Linked DNA regions of Ovis aries: region 1 is linked to region 2. Evidence: chromatin contacts called from public Hi-C data. All regions are on one chromosome and are shown on one strand. The core of a region is the stretch at or near the end of the contact, and the rest is flanking DNA. Distances in the headings are between cores, read along the strand shown. Region 1 overlaps RREB1 (ras responsive element binding protein 1). Region 2 overlaps RREB1 (ras responsive element binding protein 1).

What was found. Hi-C and Micro-C count contacts between places; a contact is called where the count stands out from the background.
Region 1: a contact with region 2 is called in a Hi-C map of omental adipose tissue, with 2.9 times the contacts expected there. The contact joins two enhancer-like sites. A contact is called at or near these places in 4 of 16 Hi-C or Micro-C datasets (blood, liver, omental adipose tissue and 1 more).

What each region holds. Positions count from the first base shown.
Region 1 is chr20:47,346,207-47,352,362 of ARS-UI_Ramb_v3.0, reverse strand. The region is part of intron 1 of RREB1 (ras responsive element binding protein 1); the gene reads left to right. Among named protein-coding and RNA genes, the nearest start is that of RREB1, 26 kb to the left of the region's middle. Within about 2 kb of position 2,467, at least 18 of the 54 cell types and tissues checked have an H3K27ac peak or open chromatin away from gene starts, as enhancers often do.
Region 2 is chr20:47,221,640-47,227,640 of ARS-UI_Ramb_v3.0, reverse strand. RREB1 (ras responsive element binding protein 1) reads left to right here. Exons shown (of 13, transcript XM_060403789.1): 10 at 1-560. Among named protein-coding and RNA genes, the nearest start is that of SSR1, 56 kb to the right of the region's middle. Within about 2 kb of position 1,755, at least 7 of the 54 cell types and tissues checked have an H3K27ac peak or open chromatin away from gene starts, as enhancers often do.

The DNA.
Region 1 (6,156 bases), core at 1,218-3,717, 120 kb before region 2:
CGGTCTCGTGCAGATGCAGAGGGCAGTGGTGAGGAAGCCTTCACATCCAGGCTGGGAATGTTCTACTGCAGAGGCAGCCAGGCGCAAGGGACTGACATCACCTGCAGTGGGAGTTTGGACAGTATGGAACCTGGTCAACCAGCGAGCCCACCCAGAGGGGACTAGACAGCACTGGAAAACCGCAGCAAGGCCGCTTTCCTTGTACCATCTTTCTGCACGGCCAGTTACAATTGCAAATCACTTCTGTCTTTGTGGGCACAGATTTTAGCTGGAGGGGACCTCTTGGGGCCTGTAAATGTCTTGACTGGGAGGTGTACTGAGCCTACTCTAGGGGCCCAGCACACTTTCGAATTCACAGCCATTTGGGTTTTTGTGGCAGGTGCCATGTAGGTTCCAGAGACCCTGAGTTATATGATGGACCCCCTCACCTCCCCCAGAGAGCTTTCTCCACCAACAGCCAGGAGCCTTGTGACCTGTGGTCAGAGCCCAGTGTTGTGACTGCTTAGTTTATCAACCCCTCCAGCATGCTTAGTCGCTCAGTCGTGTCCAGCTCTTTGCGGCCGCATGGACCATAGCCCTCGGTCTGTGGGATTTCCCAGGCAAGAATAGTGAAGCAGGTTGCCATTTCCGCAGTCTAAAAACCTGTGCCCGATTCTGGAATCTCTCAGAGGCCTCAGGAGCTGGAAATACATCTCTTCTATAAGGAGAGCACCTTGGCGTCCCCACCCACAAAGAGTCTTCAATTCCGAATGGAATCGGGGCCCTGGCTGGCCAGATTTTTGAGTTGCATTTTCACCATGTTCACGGCGCTCTATTATTTGAAACAGCCACTATCCGTGCAGCCCGTAAAGCCTACAGGGTTGGCCGGCCACGGTAGGCCGTGCGTGGGGAGCAACCACTGATCATCTGTCTGAATTCAAAACGTGGATCTCGACCCGTTTCCTCTGGGTGGTTACTTCTCTTTGAAAATGGCTTGCTTCACTCAGCTGGCCGGCAGAGCCCCCTCGCTGTGCAAGTGATGCCTGGACCTCTCATGTTCCTCTCCTTTCCTGGGGCTGCTCCTCCTAGCTTTGCAAATTCATAGCCTCTCAGCCTCCACCTCTGGCTCAGCTTATCAGCCGTCCTTAACCTTTGTCCTGTTATCTTGGCGGAGCTCCACGCACTCGTGGTGCAGCAGGAAAAGAGGACCTCTGTGTTCAGAGCAGCGGTCCTCCAGCCCGCTGGTAACTCTTTCCACCCTGTTTTGTTTTGTTTTGTTTTTTTCTTTTTGGCTGTGCCATGCGCCATGTGGGATCTTCCTTTGCACTGGGAGCAGGGAGACCACTGGACACCCCAGGGAAGGCCCTCCACTGGGGTCTATCAGGGCCCTTCCCCAGCTTTCCTGATATCTTGGTTTGCCTTTGGGGAAAGCAGGAAGAGCCATTCCAGGCAGGTCTTTATGGCTGCAGGTGTTTTCAGCCGGCTTCTCCCTGGCAACACCTGGCATTTCATGGTCCTCTCACTTTCCATCCTTAAGGCAAGACATGCAGGCAGGGCAGACCTTCAGCAGACCGGGGCAGCTCAGAGGTGTCTGAACAAAGCAGACAGTTCAATTTGTTGGTCGGTTTTAACATCAGCCTCTTTGAAGAGAGTCCGAATCCGTATTTCAAGTAGAGGCCAAACCAGCCAGAGGGACACCGCTGGGATGATTTCGGGAAAGTGCTGGGTCACTTTTGTGTCGCTCTGTGACCCCACGCCAGGCTCCTCTGTCCATGGGATTCTCCAGGCAAGAATACTGGAGTGGGTTGCCATTCCCTTCTCCAGGGGATCTTCCCGACCCAGGGGTTGAACCTGGGTCTCTAGCTTTTCAGGCAGATTCTGTACCGTCTGAGCCACCTTCAGGAACAGGTGATAAAGCAGGGACTTTGGGGCCAGAGAGGCTCACTCTGATCCTGTGAGATCCAATCCCACTAACCCTCCCATCTGCAAGATGGGGCCAGATGTCTGCCTCAGGGAGTGTGGTGAAGGTGAAGTGCGATCCTGCAGGCAGACCACATGGTTCAAGACGGAGTCAGCGCTCTCAGGACATGGCAATTTCCTTTCGTATCCGCTTCACAATCCAGACCTGTTTCCAGGGCAAGCTGTTGTGGCTCGGAACAACTCACTGCAGTCAGTCTTGCAGCCGCCAAGCTAAGGAGAGCCTTTCTGAGGGCTTATCCTCAGCGGCTGGGCAAACGGAAGGGAGCAGGGGTGACACCCTGAGTCGCCAGGAGAGCTCAGGGAGGCTGGAGGCAGAGGGGGACCAGGAGGAGCATCTGTGGGTGTCTGCGCCCCAGCCTGCAGGCCACTGAGCTGCTTTCTCCTCTTTGCCTGGCTTCTTCCTCTGCCTCTGCCCTCAGACCCCCGGGGAATCTGCATCTGGGCCCCACCTCCTGGTGACGCACAGCTGCTGGGGGCGCTGCATGGCCACGTGGCCCTGTCAAGTGCCTTCTGGCAGCTCTGAGTCCCCGGGAGGGCTTTCAGATTTCAAGAAGTGAGAATACTCAGCCCTGGGAGCTGGGGTGGGCGGCCTGAAGGCAAGCCCCAGCTTCCTGTAGCTTTGGACCTCCTGCCAGTCACCCTCTGACCCCAGTCTCCTCCTGTGTACATGGGGGCTGTGAGTGCTGGGCACACATGTGTGAACCAGAGCCGCCAGGCCCTGGCCCTCCCCACGGGGGCCAAATGTGTCTGAAACCAGCTCTCCAGGCCACCTCCTCCTCCTGCACCTCCCCCCCCCCACCCCACCAGGCAGTACCACCTGCCAGGATGAGTGCCTGCCGGGCGGAGGGGGAAACTCCAAGGACCAGCACCTCCCCAGCTCCAATGCGGCTTTGAGAAGTTGTCATCTGGGGACCCTGTTCTGCATAACTGTGACCACGCTGGCTGAAACAGCTCAGCAGTTCCCAGCACAGCCTGGCGACCCCATCACTTCCCACGCGGCCCAGCCTTTCTCAGCCTCCACCGTGAACCTCCTTCTCTTCCGAGACACGAGCTGAGAGCTAGAAACTCATGAATGAATCTTTCACTTTCGGTGTCTTCTTCCTGAATGAGTCGTCACTTCGATTTTTTTTTTTTTTCTCCTAACTCTGCTCTCTGATCTCAAGGACCACATCTGACAGAATCCTCCTGTTTAAAATACGAGGGGGGGAGGGAGGGTGTTTTTTTTTCAATGTCTCTTTATTAATCAAAACGACTTTGGTTTACACTAAACGCCTTATGCAGGACTCATTTAGAAGACTAGAGCTGTTTGTGAGAAAGTGAAAGTAGCTGATAATCCTGTTTTATATGTGTAAAAACTGACAAACCATTTAAACTTTCTTCCTCCTGGTAACAGGAAAAATAAAAAAAAACAGCCAAGGGACTTGAATTTTTGTCACTCTTCTTTTCGCCTCCCGGTGCCTGGGATGAAGATGTCACAGGGCTCTTAGGTGCCACAGTCCTGCTCGACTCTTGAGGCAGGAGGAATAATTGGCTTTTTCCTTGAGAGGAGGGCAGTAGGGCTGTGTCTGAGCTATTCTCTTGCAAATCCCCCTGGGTACTTGATGGTGAAGTCTCACCAGCTTCTAGTCTGCGTCACTTCTCGCTTTCCTTTGAACAAGGGCAACGAGCTGCTCTTTTTCTGCCCAGCCCTCGTGCTGAAAAAATCCAGTAGGTGGCCAGAGAGTCTTTAGAAGACTGAAGACAGCCTCAGAGAGCCACTGGACCGGGTTTTAAAAAGAAAAGTGTGCTAAGATCTTTGTCTAGCCAACAATGCAGGAGGGGCTGAATGGGACCCTGGCCTGGGGACAGGTGACTTAAATTAGGCAAGTTACAAATTGCCGTGTTTGACTCTGGCTAAATGAAATTCTCAAAATAGTCCTTGAACCTAGGCAGCTGAAGCAAGTCCCCAGACCAGACCTCTTGACCGGCCTCATTTCAGCCCCTCATTTATGGTGCAGTGGCCCCGTCTGCCGCCTCTCCCAGGGGCCCCCCTCCCAGCCCCCAGAAAGCTCTGCGGGACGTGGAAGGACTCTGCCAGCAGCGGGGGAGCCCAGCCCTGGGAGTTCTGTGGGCTGAGAACTTTGCCCCTTGGTAAACGACTTTTGTAAAAAAAAAAAAAAAAAAATTCTGAGTTGCGGAGACGGGGAGAAGGAAATTGCTCTGCAGTTCATGGTTCGAGCGCTCTGCTTCCTGTGCCGTCCCCTTGCGAGGCCTACGACGCGAGTGTGAACCTGCCCTCCGGCCCCTGCCCTGCCGGGGTCTGTCTCGTGCGCGCAGGCGTGTGCTGTCTCACGGGGCTGTCCCCAGGAGCGATCTGCATCCTCGAATAAAAGATCCGCTGAATGGACTGGTGCCTTTAGCATTCATGTGGCAGTGGCCTATTATAGATGAAACAGACGTTACGTACAATTTACTACTGTAGCGTTTTTTTAAGCGTACGGTTTACTGGAATTAAGTACTTTCACACTCTTGTGCAACCATCGTCACCATCCATTTTCAAAACTTTCTCATCTCCCCCACTTTAAAGTCTGTCCATCTCCATCACCCTCTGGGAGCCCGCATTCTTCTTTCCATCTCTAGATTTGACACTCCAGGGATGTACTGTGGGTAGAATCATCCAGTATTTGTCCTTTTGCGTCTGGCTTATTTCACTCAGCATAATATTCTCAAGATTCATCCAAGTTGTAGCCTGTGTCAGTTCTTCATCCCTTTTTAAGACTGAGGGATGTTCCGCTGTGTAGACCCCATTCGGTGTCTTCATTCATCATCTGTGAACACTTTTTAGCTGTTGTGAATAATGAGTGTCCGAATATGTTTGAGATTCTGCTTTCAATTCTTCGGGGTATAGATGCAGAAGTGGAATTGCTGGATCATGGGGTAATGCTATTTTTAATGTTTTGAGGAACTGCCATACTGTTTTCCATAGAGGCGCTTCTATTTTACATGCCCACCAGCAGTGCACAAGGATTTAATTTTCTCCACATGCTTGCTGACTGTTGCTGTCTTCTGGTGTTTGGGTCCCAGACCTCCTAATGGGAGTGGGCTGGTGTCTCATGGGAGTTTGGGAGAGTGCGAGGTAATGTGGGTGTTTGATGGTGTGCAGAGCTGAACCCCGCTTCTGTGTTTCTGTGTGATGGAACAGGTGGGAGAAGGCTCCTTACCCTTCCATTGCCTGGGGTCAAGCTCTGAGCCCCTGTTTTCCTCCACTCTAGCTAAGCCCTGTGTGTCTTTGGGCAACTGCACATAAGAGGCCTGTGAACAGGGCTGCTGTTAGCTCCGTCCCAGAGGAAGCATCTTGGAGTGGGCTGGGATGCCTTGAAGATCTTTCTTCGAGCCTGTGGGCAGGAGCAGGGGCGCTCTCTTTGATCAGTTTACTGGGGGGTGTGCTTGCATCAGAAGGCTAACTCACTGCTGACACGGTTTTGAGTTTTACAAAGATATCCTGCTCCTCCTGCTGCTTTTTATTATTTTTATTATTGTTGTTGTTGTTTATTTGGCTTCTCCGGGTCTTAGTTGTAGGATTCAGGATTTTAGTTTCGGCATGTGGGATCTAGTTCTGGACCAGGAGTCAAACCCAGGCCCCCTGCTTGGGGAGAGTGGATTCTTAGCTGATGGACCACCAGGAAAGTCCCTGCTATTGAAAAAGATGCTCACCTACCACAAAAGTACTAGTTTTCCAGGTTAAATGGGAAAAATGAAAGACCTGTCTATGGCCAAGTTTATATTTTAAATGGAATGATTGTTTTTTGATTATTTTGAAAATTGTGGCTTTAACATCAGATTTCTGATGTTATAAAATTCTTTGATAAAATTCTGTAATATAAGGGGATAATACATAAAGTTCAGATGGGTAAGAATAAGTCTAATTAAATTAGTAAACTAATAAAGTAATGCAATTATGTAAAATTTGGGAAATAGAAAAAATATAACACATTCCCATCACTCTGACACGATTTCTGTATCATTTTGATACATTTCTGTTTTGTTTTCTTACTTTAAAAAAATGTTTGTAATAATATGTACATAAAATGTGCCAATAAAGCTTTCCAAAAGGTTTTGTCCATTTACGATGCCAGTAGCAGCTCAACATGTGAAGGCTTCCACTTGCTTCATTCATCCTAGTGGACTTTGAGAATTTCTTTTCCTAATTTAATAGAT
Region 2 (6,001 bases), core at 506-3,005:
GGCCCCCACCTTGCTGAAGACCAAGGTGGCCGACCCGGGGCCGGCAGGAACTGGCAGTACTGCCGCGGCCTCAGACAGCATCGGGGGTGCCCTCCCCAAAGCCACCACCGACGTCACCAGCCCGAAAGAATCCAGTGACTCACCCCCCTCCTCCAACAGCCCAGAGGCAGCCTCGCCCACCGAGCAGGGACCAGCCAGCTTGTCGAAGAAGAGGGGCCGGAAGAGGGGGACGCGGAGCCGGGCACGCAGCAGCGGCGGGGTGGACCTGGACTCCAGTGGGGAGTTCGCCAGCATCGAGAGGATGCTGGCCACCACGGACACCAACAAGTTCAGCCCGTTTCTGCAGAGCGCGGAGGACGACGCCCAGGACGAGGTGGCCGCAGCCCCCGCAGACCACAACGGGCCCAGCGACGAGGAGCAGGGCAGCCCGCCCGAGGACAGGCTGCTGAGGGCGAAGCGCAGCTCATACACTAACTGCCTGCAGAAGATCAGCTGCCCGCACTGCTCGCGGCTCTTCCCCTGGGCCAGCTCCCTGCAGAGGCACATGCTCACGCACACCGGTAAGAGGGCGGGCAGCGCGGAGCGGCGCCACGCGGCCCTCCTCCGCACCCCGCTTCCCAGCTTGTCCTCCTCTTCAGGCCCAGGAGTGGGGGGGCTTGCCTGATGGCCCAAGAGTCAGTACCCAGAATGGGCCCCCAAGGGCGTCTGGCAAAGGGAGATGCTGGGGTGTTTTCAGGTGCGGTGGTCCTGGGCCATCTCGTCCCTTGGTTGGGAGGAGGCAGGTAGGGGAACGGGGACTTCGACAGAAGAATTTGCATCCCATCCTCAAGGCAGCTTTTAAAACTGCAAACATTCTGTGATGTTCTTTTGACTGTTGTGCATTCTAAAGGGGTCTATTGCAGATTGTGCAGCCACTTTTCAGTTCACTGAGGCGACCACGCCTTCTTCCGGATATTGTCATCAGTGTCAGACTAGTTGTAGAATTTAAAAATGTTTTTGCTTGTACTAAGGTGGATTGTTCCAGAGAAACATGAGATTATATTCCTCTAAGTAACAGATTTAAGTTGTCAAACAGATAGCCCCAGAGTATTTTTCAAATGTTTTCATATATTGATTTTTAAAGAGAAGTTTAAGATAAGAAATACACTTTAAATAATTTGACTCCAGGTAGTTAATGGTCGAGTGACCATGCAACTCCCATCTTAATTCTGAGTCACTGAGGATTCAAACAGGATTTATATCTTTGAACTAAGGGTAGTTTGGGTGAGATTCTTAACCTTTTGGAGATGACCACCCAGATATAAATTGATCAGACCTGAACCAGAAGAGTTGTGCAGTACAAGATTGCCAGATAAAATGCAGGACCCCAGTTAAGTCTTGGATTTCAAATAAGCAACAGATGATTTTTAGTGTATGCATCTCACGTGCACTGTTTGGGGTAGGCTGAAGGGGCACATGGGGAGGGGATGGCAGAGCCGTTGTGGGTGACGAGGGCCCCGGGGGGCTTCAGGAGGAAAGCGTTTCTCAGAAGGCACCCCCCACGGCAGTCTCTCTTGCCGCCCTGTTGGGGTGGCACCCGCCTGTCACCCGCAGGGTCTCTGAGAAGTGAACACTCCTCTCCTGACTTCTCGGCAGACGGGGTCTGAGGAGCCGGCGCTGCCTGCCCGCTCACTCCTCCCCCGGGTCCAGCACGTCCCCCTGGCTCTGGAATGTTCTGTTCTCTTCCCGGGAAGCCCACGGTCTCCCTGAGAGGACTGTACGGCGGGTACTTCCTCTCCAGACTTGTGCCAAGTCTCTGCAGGCGTCTGGTAGGAGTTCCCATAAAGTGCCCAGGCGTCCTCTTGGTTTAAGATTAGGAGGCGGGGGAGAGGGGAGTGGGAGACAGGGCGGGCGGGAGCAGGTGTGACCTTGTTTTCTCCGCTCAGTCACCGCGCCCCTGGGGTCACTGTCCCTGTCTGTCTGCCCTGTGTTCCTGCCGTGGGCATCGCAGGCCTCGTCTCTGGCGGGCAGAGCAGCCGTCCAGAGCTCGTCTTGGTGATGGGCCATGAGAGCCATGCTGTCCCCATCTTGCCCAGAGGAGACCGAGGCTCAGGGAGGGTTGAGTGATTGGCCTGCAGGCGTTCTGGTGGTCCTGGGTTGGGAGCCTGGCCGGGTCCCTGCCGCCGCCCCTGCCCTGTCTGAGGATATGGGGGTCGTGCGTGTCCTGACCTATCCCCAAGGCACAGGATGTGGAGGTGGTTTGAGACAAGGTGTAGCGTGGCTGTGGACCCCGAGCTGCTGACAGGATGGTGTTAGCGCCCCGTGGGCTCAGTTGCCCTCCTCTGCTCTTTCACAGCCTCAGCTTCCAGAGGCAATCTCTGCATCAAGCTGCTTAGTGCTTTTAGGGAGCGTTCAGCAGCAGGGACAGCGAATTCCAACATCTCTGCAGGGTCTCCCAAACATGTTTGCAGGCCATCCCGCCACCTAAACAGGCAGCATTAAGCAGCCCAGGGTTGAGTGTCCAGCTGGGGGTTCGCTGCTGCTCAGGCAAGGGGCGTGTAGTCTCAGCACTTTCTCTGCGTGGCTCAGGTTCTAGGAGCCGTGTCTCAGGAGGAAGCTGGCGTGGCTGGCACAATCCGTGTCCTGGCTCAGTCTGCACTCAGCTCCTTCCTCCTTCCACTCCCCTGCTGGCCCGAGGCATCTAGTTAAGGGGGGCCACCCTGGCTCCTTCCTCTCAGCCTAACCAGTCCGCCTCTTCAGAAGATGGCTCACTGGTTTCCGCCTTTTCCCCTTGTGAGCGTCCCGTGTGTTTTCAGGCTACAGGTAGAAGAGACAGTGCCAGAAAATGGTTCATTTCAGCCCCACCCGACTTCCTTCTGGTGAAATGGAGCGTCGGGACCCTGTGAGGGCTGAGGTGCCTCCAGCTCTGCCAGTCCTAGTCCCTGGCCTCGCCCACTTCCTCGTGGTTGGTCTCACTGATCTTTCTTGCCAGCCTGGATCCCACCTACCTCTCCCACCCTCTGTTCACAGACACCACGTTGGGCTGGAGTCTGTGGGATGCACGCCTCAGTGTGGAGAGCGCTCCCAGTGGGATGCATGCCTCAGTGTGGAGAGCGCTCCCAGTGGGATGCACACCTCAGTGTGGCAAGCTCTCCCAGCCTCGCTGGGGTTTGACTGCTTTTCACTTTCTTAGGAGGCAGCTCTGGGAGTGTCTTCCTGGCCAGCCCTGCATCATCTCTGCCCGATCCTGAAAGAAAGAGACCCGGGGGCAGGAGGGCGATGGAGGGCTGGCTGAGGGGGCGAAGGCAGGTCATCACACTTACTCTGGGCATTCACCCTTTATTCCCTCCTGCCCTGGCTGCCAGACAGCGCCATGTGCCTCTTGTAAAATTTCTGTCTTCATTTCTTGACTGTTCTGACACCGCGAGCGTGGGTCGAAGGATGTTATAGGTCTTTGGTGCGAAGGCAGCTGCCTGTGGTCACAGGTGCATTTAGAAACAGCCCTTCTGACGCAGTCTTCTGTGCCTGTTACCAAATGGATGAAATCGTCAGGTACCTTCCATACGGATCACCAGTCAGCAAGGCTTTTCTGAAGACTGTGACAGCAACATACTAGAAGGGCTCTTGTTTCCTCTGTCCATGCAGTCTGCAGGGCACGCTGCTGTTTAAAATGTGTGACTTACACAGTGAAAGGGGGACTTTTAAAGGCTCCTGTTGGTTGTCACTTTGGGAATCTTCCTAATTGGATACAATACTTCCAGGTCATTGAGTTGGTTTCTAAACTTAGCCTTAGCATGCATCTTCCTCATTATGAGACATCCGCCTGGCTCTTGAAACGGGCTGTAAAAGTGAAGCGTTTACTAGCGTGGAGATCGTAGAGTACCTCAGATAGTAGGGAGAAGCAAGAAGCCAGCCGCTCTGTTTGAAATCAAGAACGAGATCACAGCTCACAGTCACAGCTTCTGACTTGTTTTCTCCTCGGGCCTGTTTCTCTTGTTTTCACACTGGCCTGACTCAGGGAGACTGTGATTGTATTCCCCTTGGAGAAAGAAATGTTAAAGGGAAAATATTTTCTTCTTCCTTACAACAGAGCCTGAATAATTATTAAACATTAGGTTTGACATTTAGTGAAAAGTAATTTGAAGGGCACACACACACACAAAGAAAACTAAAATACTTGACAACTCGTCTTCACACAAAAAGCATGACTTTCTCTTTTTTTTTAACATGGGAATTTTTATAAATTTAGCACAAAACACCTGCAAAGTTTGTGAAGCACGGGTTCTCCAGTTCATCCTCTCAGGCCCACGTGGAGCTCCCTAGAGTAACTGTTTTTAAAATTTTCGGCTGTGCTGGGTCTTCGTTGTTGTGCACGAGCTTTTCTCTAGTCCCAGCGCGTGGGGCTGCTCTCCAGCCACGATGCACTGGCTTCTTACTATGCTGGCTTCTCTGGTTGCAGAGCGCAGGATTGAGGCATGTGGGCTCGGGAGGCGTGCCTCCTGGACGCCAGAGCACAGGCTCAGAGGTTGTGGCCCTCGAGCCTCGCTGCTCAGCGGTGTGTGGGACCTTCCCGGACCAGAGATCGAACCCCGGTCTCCTGCACTGGCAGGCGGATTCTTTACCGCCAAACCCCCAGGGAAGCCCCGCACATGACTGGTTTCTGATTCCACTTACCCGTCCTTCTAACTGCACTGTCTCTAATGGTTCTAGACATCTGTATTTAAAAACTTCTACCAGCAGTCTGGAACCATCTCTCAGAAGGGAGTGGACGTCCCTTTCTTTGGCTACCGCTGATGCTCAAACTTGGGGTGTGTGGATTCAGGCAGTGCGAGTCCTTCCAGTCCTGGGGATCCCGGGCAACAGGTCCGTGTTGTCTATTCCCCAGGTGTGTGGGTGCGTGTGCCTGCACTGGCTCTGGGGCCTGGTGATGCGAATCAGACTCTAAATGGAAGACCAGCCCCCACGGCGGGTTGAGGGAGCAGTGCTGGCTGGCTGCCTTGGGGGCAGGGGGGCGGGTGTCTTTCTGTCTGTCTGACCCGGGTGTGTGTGTGTGTGTGTGTGTGTTTCCAACCAGGGCAGCCCTGGGGTCACAAGAGAGCAGTGAGCCCTGTTTGTTGCTACACAAAGCCTTTTCCCAGTGACCTCAGAAGCTGCGACCTTGGAACGTGGCAGCTGGGGAAAGCAGAGGACTCCAGTGAGGCAGCAGACAGTAGCCCACCCCTGTGTCCTGAAGCCCACCCCCTTCCTTCCCCACCTGCCCTCTTCTTTCCTTCTCTTTGGCGTCACTCTGTGCCCTGGCTCTGCCGTGCGTCCATCCTTGCAGGCACAGATCAGGCGCTGTGGAGCCCCCAGAAGGAGTCCTAATGGAAGGGGAGGGGGTGCTGGTCACAGCAGATAGTGGCCAGGACAGGCAGGTTGGTGGGGTGCTCGGGGACCCAGCTTCTTCACACTCAGGATGCTGAGTGAAGCACGTGGTCCCTGGGGAGACTCGTCCCTGGTGGCCCCTCATCTCCCACCGGCAAGAGTGTAAAGCGAGGGGGCAGACCCGACACCCCCCCCTCCACCCCCGTCTGGCTGGCTAGAGCCACAGCACCCTTGAGCAGAGGTCCCACAGGAGGCACCCTGGGAAGTCCAGGACTCAGCTCTTCCTGTCCAGGTGGGCGGGTCAGACCCCCAGAGACCCCCAGGGGTTGAAGATGGCCCTCCATCCTGCCCCGCTTCTGCAGTGCTGCCACGCTGGGGATGCACGTGGGCATCCTCGCTGTGGTGGCCACGGTCGGCGTCCTGCGCACGTCCCTCCTCTCATCTCTGTTCTTGTTATTATGTAAGATTTTTTTTTTTAATTGTGAGATTTATTTTAAAGATATGTGTCTTGCTTTCATCGTTATCTTTCAGTGTTTTAAAGACAAATACCTTATCCCAGTCGGGATGAGGGAAGGTGGTCGTTTGCCTTATTGAAGTTCTCGGTGTACATTTCTTACTGTGTTTTATTTTCTTGAAAGGGGTGGGGGGTGGGAACCAA